Regions from separate parts of the Gossypium hirsutum genome. Here region 2 is linked to region 1. A link is a contact called in public Hi-C data. All regions are on one chromosome and are shown on one strand. The core of a region is the stretch at or near the end of the contact, and the rest is flanking DNA. Distances in the headings are between cores, read along the strand shown. Region 1 holds the start of LOC107952346 (dnAJ-like protein slr0093). Region 2 holds the start of LOC107950612.

Region 1 (3,689 bases), core at 806-3,305:
TTATTATTTTAATAAATTATTTAATATTTCAATTTTATTTTAACAATAATTTTTAAAAAATAATATTTTTAAATAATATTCTTCACATATTATTGAAAAAATTCAATATTAATATTTTAATAATAAATGTATTGTAGAACAAATGTTAAATTATGTCATAAGTCTATGTACTATTCACAAATTTTCAATTTAGTCTTTATACTTTTATTTTCAAGAATTTAGTCTCTCTACTTTTTAGATTTGAAAATCAAGTCCAATTGTTGACATTATTATTATTTTTTTGTCAATTTTGTTGATGCCACGTTTTTAAATAAGAAATACTCACTTAGTAGTCATGTGACTAAAAAATGGCATTGTAATGAACCTGAATTTAACAAAATATTCTTAATATATGCAAAAACAATGTAAAATAAAATTTTATAGGTATAAAATAAACTCAATTAAACAATGAAAAAATAAGAAAATCTCAAATATATGTTTGTTTCATTAAAAACAACTTTTATGAAATAATTTTAAGAAATATGTCAAACAAAATAAAATATTTTACATAGATTCATCCAAACACCAAAAAATATTAATTTTTCCAGAAAAGTAAGTCATTTTCTAAAAATCTTTTTTAAAGTCATTTTTAATTAAACAAACAGGACCTTAAATGTGCAAAGGTGAAGTTGCAACTTAAAAAAAAAAAGGTTGGGCTTAAATCATTGTTCTCTGTATTGTGTTTCTCAGTGAATTAGTCTTTTGAGTAAAGTTTTGTAGACATAGATTAAATTCAAATTGCGTTAACAATATTAATGTGCAAAGTTTCCTTTCGTGTTGTTTCAACTATTGTGACCACAACTCTTATAATAAGATAATTAGATATAATTTTAGATATATGATTAAAAAATATGTACTAAATATAATTATTTTATTTGATTATTGTAATTCTAATTTTTTAAAACATTTTATTTATTTTATAATTTTTAGTCTTATTAACATAATAGTTCATATTATTTTTATATTCTCGGATAAAAGTTGAGTATAATTATTTTGAATATTTCATCCTTTTAATAAAAAACAAAATATAATTTTAAAAAATAAATTAATATTTTTAAATATCTCCTTATTATATTCAATATTCTTTTCGAAAATTTAGTATTAAAGTTACATCTGTTTCACAGAAAATGATGTATGGAAATATTTTTTACATTTTCTCGTATTTGTTTTATGGAAAATAATTTGGTTAATTGAAAACAACTTGATAAATAGAAAATGACTTGTATTCAACGAAAAATAAACCTCTTTTTAAAAAATTGATTTACGCTTTTAAAAAATTATTAAAAAGGAGTTCTTTTATGAATAATCTTATTTTTTTTATAATTAAAATAAACTTAATATTATTATATTATTATTTATTTATTTTAATTTTTAAAAATTTTAAAAATATTAATAATATTCTTATTGAAATATTTATATTAATATTTTAATAATAAATATATATTAAAATTTATAAATGTTTTATAGTATGAAATGTGAATATTAATAATATAAAAATGAGTATTTGTTTAATTTATGCTTAGCTTCATTTATTTCATCCAACTTTAATGTGTTACATTGATTCTCATATATGTAATATATATAATTTAAATTAAGTTTTAATTAGATATTGTTTATTATTAAATTTATATAAGATATTAATCATTTTAAAATATTATTTTATTATAAAATAAATTTCGATTCTAATATAATATTTTGTAACAAATATATTTATAATGGGTTTGTTTCACTAAAAATAACTTTTAGAAAATAATTTCAAAAAAAAATTTAGACAGAATCATCTAAACATAAAAAAAATATATTAATTTTTAGAGAAAAATCATTTCATTTTCCTGAAATCATTTTCTGAAAGCTATTTTCAATCATCTAAATTAAAATTAAAAAATTGAAAATTATTATTCCAATAAAATAAAAAAATTCAATACTTTAGAGATCCACATTCCATGTGAAGTGTAAAAAATTACGGAGAAATTACTCTTAAATTAAATATTATTTTATCCATTAGAAAATAGTTCTATTCATCCTTCTTCCTTAATTTGGGTTTTCAAAAATAATCCAAAAATCCTCAAAATTTCTTCACCTACCTCTCTAGATTTGAGGTTCCTGTCTTTGGTCGACGCGTGCACTGCACGTACCAGATTCCCAATATTTTTGTTTCAGGCTACAAGCATTGAGATAAGTCCCAGTTCCATATTCAAACTTGTGGCATCCGAATAACCTCTCCTTAAAAAAAATCTCTCCAAAAAAATATTCCCAATTCCCTTTCTTTTTCTAGCATTGAAAATTCTGAAAAAATTATTATGAGGCTTCAGCTTAGCAATCTCATTATATTTGCAGATGGAAGGCAATGATAATTCCACTTCTAAGGTATTCTTTGTTTTTTCTTTTTCTTTTCCAAGTTTTAGTTTTGATGGAACTTTTGACTTCCAAAATATGTATTTGACTTAGTGGCATAGCTTTTTATTCATCCAAATACTCTTTAATGGAGTTGGAGAGCAAAGTTAAATGCTCAAAGGAAAAAGTGAAAAATTAGAAGGGGGAAAAATTATGATGGGTTTGTTTACTTTATGGGAAGAAGAAAATGCTAATGGATTGGTCGAATTCATTAGAGTATCATTTCCATTTTTTTTTTTTAGGAATTGTCTATTTACATTTTGTCATAGATTGAGTCTAAGTTAGCAATTTCTTTTTCTTGGAAATTAAGGTGTGGAAAAGCATTACACCATTTCTTATTTTGTTTGATTATCATGAATGAGATTCACTTTCTTATGTAAAATGATAGCAAGTAACAAATTCTACCTTTCTATGGTATTACGTGGATGTGAAATTCCTAATTATTTGGTCAGTGCATTGTGTAAAAAATTAAGTTTGTGAAAGTTGTTTTTGCAATGCATTTATAGGCTATGTTGCTCAAACTCTTCATTCTTCTTGAAGTACCCATGTCTAACACTCGTGTCCGACTCATGGAAGTGGGATATAACCTCTAAGATCCTTCAAATAGATGGAAAACCTTAGAAAGGTCTAACCATAACCGCGTCACACTCTCACACTCTATTCCGAGTAACATAGTTTATAGATTACTTTTTTGAGGGAAACTATTGAGTTTTTTCAGTGACTTAAATCTAGAAAAAGTGGTGCTATATAGTTTTCTGCAATCTTTTACTAGACTCATTGCTGAATAGAGAGTACTATCGTATTGCAACAGCATGTGGTGGTAAACATGTTTACATTTACCTCAAAAGTAAACTTTGTACGCTACATTTGTGTGTGTTCTTTATTGCTTTGTTGGTTTAGAGAATGTCTTGAGGCAGTAGCCATTAAAAGTTGCTGGTGAATATTCATTTTAGTATAAATGCATTGCATTGGGTCTTCTGATGATAATACTTGCATTGATTATGTCTTTTCTTATCCTTCACATTGATTGTTGCCTGTGATGTAAAGCTGCAGTAGAAATTCCTTTCATCAATTGAAATACTTTAATGCTTTTCTAGACTTGGCAATTTCCACAAAACATGGGAGAAATATATGAAACATGGCACAACACGAAAAAAATTACAAACACCACATAAATGCATGAATGTGTCATTCTATTAACCGCAAATCGTTAATGTGTCAATTTTTTATGAATATATAACACCTTAAGCACAATT
Region 2 (3,689 bases), core at 370-2,869, 180 kb before region 1:
CATTCCCCTGTTGGTGTCACGACATTGAGTTATTTCTTTTCAATGTTGCAACATTCCCCTACTAAAGCTGCAACATCAAGTTTTTGTCTTCGATGTTGTGACTCGCCTTAATTGAAGTGGCGGCCTCATGCTTTTGCCCTTAGAGTTGCTGCATGCCTCTCTCAATGTCGCGGCATTACCTCCATATTTAGAAATTTTTACGTTTTAGTCCCTCGTTTATTATGGGTGTTTCATAAGAGCTTTCATAAGTTCACTTATAACCCAGATCTAAATAAATAATGTGTTTTACTAAGTTTTGAAACTAAATTACTTGTGTGACTTGTCTATTAAATATTGAAATAAAATAGTAGTTGTTTTGGCAACAAATATGACATTTTACATCTTAGATTCGACAATCAAGTCGGGAGTGGGTGTTACAAAGAGATTAGCTCAGTAGGAAAATAGAGTATCATGAAAATAATGAGTGGCTCAAAATTGTTGCTTCTTCGTCATCTCTACTATTATTTTTGCGGTCTAAGCTTTGGCAATGACATTGATATCATGAGATCATCGACACCCATCAAGGATCCTGAAACTTTAACTTCAAACAATGTTGGAATATGGTACAATTACTTTTAAATATTTTTAATAATTATAATAATTATATTTTAATAAAATCAATATTTTAATAAATTTTATACTTTTTCTATATTTTTACATCTTTATTAATTTTATCTTTCTTTAAATTATAAAATGTAGTAAAGTACATTCAAAAGGAATTTTTTAATTTTTTATAATTTTTAATAAAATTTGTATATATTTTAAATAATTTTCTTATATTTTTATATTCTTTTTCTAACTTTTTAATTAATTTTGATATTTTCTTTATATATTTTTAAATTTTTAATAATTTTTATATTTTTCTAGATTTTTTTATTACTTTTATTTCTTTCTGGTTATTATTATCATTTTTAAAAAAAATTCAAGGGTTAAAATTAATTTTAAGTAATATAATCAAACAAAATTTAGATATTAAATTTAGTAATTAAATTTTCAATACTTAATTTATCCTAAATGTTTGTGTACCTTGTTATTATATTATATTTAGGCATGGTGATAAATTTAACTCTGAACATTTACATTTTCTTTAATTTGATCTTTATTCTTTTTTGAGCTAAATTGAATTATTAATCTTTTAAAAAAGTCAAATTAATTTTTATTAATTTTTTAATGATATTGATGTAATAAACCAGATCCACTTCATGCTAACATGATGCTATATATGCCACATTAATAAATAATCTAAATATTATAAAATATTTAAATAAAAAATATAAATTATAAAAAATATAAAAAATTCATAAAAATTAAAAAATTAGCATGAAATACATGTAAATTATCATATTTAAAAATTTAATATTTTAGTTAATATTTCTGTTAAAAATAATTTAACTATTTTTCAAAAATTAATGATTAAATTTGAAAAAAAATTAAAAATCAAATTTAATTAAAAAATAAATATCAAATTAACAAAAATATGTAAAGCTAAATTTAATATTATATCTTATATATAATGGTATGGTCTCTTTCTGAAAGTACTCGTGTAAATATAAATATAAATATAGGTTACAGATTTATTACACCCTAATTTTTGGTTCATTTATTTGAACAGTCATTTCTCTTTCTTCTATCATCATCTTCCTCCTACCATCATCCCTCTTCTCTCTCTCTCTCTCATCGCTGCAAATCAGTGTTCTTTCCTTCTCTTCTCTTCTCATCTCATCTCAGTTCTCACCCACCGCCGTCTCCGCTGGTTTTTTCCGGATCTAACCTGTATCCCGTGTCGGAATCCGTGTCGGATCGTGTCGACACGGGTACTTCACCCCAAATTGCCGAGTCCGGGTAACGAAGATGAGAGGAGTCTTTATGGTAAAGTTTTAATATTAAGCACTATGTATGATGCTAGGTTGGAGAATCTGTGATTGCAACTGCAAGTTGACTTAGAGGATGGGATTTGCGTAAGGTTATATTTATTAATATATGTCATTGTTATTAGGACATGATATGAAGGGGAAGTCTTACTAAACGAAAGTTATGTTCCACAAAGTAAATATAGGCTGCATATAATTTGATTGCTGAAGTTTGATAAAAACATATCAGAAAGTTAAACAGAAAACATGTAAAAGGACTGAAGGAAAAGATGAGGCAGAAAAAATTTCTCAATGCAGTCCTACAGAATGGCTTCTGCATGGTCTCATTGATGGGCCTGTCAAATAGCTTAAGATCATACGCTTCTTAGCCTGTCCGCCTCTTCAAGGGTCATACTCTTACATTTCTTGTCCAAAGAGGTATCAAATAAAAAATGATGCTTTGAGTAACAGTTAGATTGATGTTGGGTTGCATTAATGTATGTAATGATGTTCTCTGATTTCAAAACCTTCAAAAATCCATGTATTTAAAACCTATATATCAAGAGATATAAATGGACTATGGAAATTATTATTTATTATGTCTTATTTGTAACGGTCTTTTCTCTTTGTATTTTGATTATTGCTTGTTCTATTTGTATGCATCTCAAGTTGCCTGTTGTTTATCCAGAACCCATCCTTATCTTAAACGAACCCGCTATTTTAGATGGTTCTTAGAATCATTAGGGATTGGATTGGTGCTTTATTTTATTCCTTGTTTTACCTTTCTAGACAATCTCTAGCTATCGAGCTCATTTTCTTGCAAATACACCTCTTTCTTTTGCCAAAGTAGAACTTTTGCTATTAGATTTGTTGGATAAGATTAATTATTTTTTATTTGGATGAAAAGTACATGTCTGTTTAAAGGCATAGATATCTAGCTTTCTGCTTATTTCTATTTTTTTTTACTTAATTCTGCCTTTTTTTCATAGGTACCACCAAAAACTGTGAAAAGATTAGTTAGGCGTTCCCTGAGTCAAAAGGTTCATACAAAAGCAGAATCTGGAACCTGCAACGTGTTCTCTGCTCCTTGTTCATCGTGTATGCATCTTAGTATATCTCAAATGGGATCGAAGAGGAGTGAGTTTTCTGATGAAACTGATAGTGTTGCTGTGGCAACTCAATATTCTATCAATGAGGATAAAACAAATGACAGCTTACAGCATACCCACAGTGAAGCAAGCAATTTACTGAGTGTCAATTCGAGTCATGATTCTTACTCTGAAAATATAGAAAGTAAAGCAACTACAAGGCCATCTGATGCATCAGAAGATGTTGGGATTCAGAGAACCTTCTCAAACAAGTATGATGGTTCCAAAGGTATTGAAGGCCATGATGATAGTTCTTTACGTGCTAGTAGAGCCAGTGGTGCAAACACAGCTTTCAGCTATTGTAACAAGGATTTAGACAGTAACAATTCATCTCGAAGTTCAGTGTCGGTTTGTAGTTTAGGATCTGGAAAAGTGCTTTCTTCCCAGAAGGTAGACTTGTCTGAACTTCCTTCTGTAAAGGAGGTAGATGACAGCAAAGTTTCACTGAGGATCCAAAGTCTATATTCACATTCTCAAAGTGACAAGAGTACTGTTGGAGGCAGTTCTGAGATTTCTACCAAAATCCATTTGAAGTCAGAAGCAGATACTGACCGGAAACCACTGGATAAAGCTGGTAAAAGCTTGAATGAAGGTGAGCATGATGAGTCAAATGAGTTGGTCGAGTTGCCTGGCAAGCTGGATTCTCCTTTGC

The links. Hi-C and Micro-C count contacts between places; a contact is called where the count stands out from the background.
Region 2: a Hi-C map of petal shows a contact between it and region 1, with 5 times the contacts expected there. The contact joins the promoter of LOC107950612 here to the promoter of LOC107952346 in region 1. A contact is called at or near these places in 6 of 34 Hi-C or Micro-C datasets (anther, hypocotyl, leaf and 1 more).

What each region holds. Positions count from the first base shown.
Region 1 is chrD03:9,665,844-9,669,532 of Gossypium_hirsutum_v2.1, reverse strand. It overlaps LOC107952346 (dnAJ-like protein slr0093), which reads left to right and starts at 2,055. Exons shown (of 6, transcript XM_041089727.1): 1 at 2,055-2,406. The coding sequence starts at 2,377.
Region 2 is chrD03:9,841,907-9,845,595 of Gossypium_hirsutum_v2.1, reverse strand. It overlaps LOC107950612, which reads left to right and starts at 1,619. Exons shown (of 12, transcript XM_016885492.2): 1 at 1,619-1,908; 2 at 2,879-3,689. The coding sequence starts at 1,891.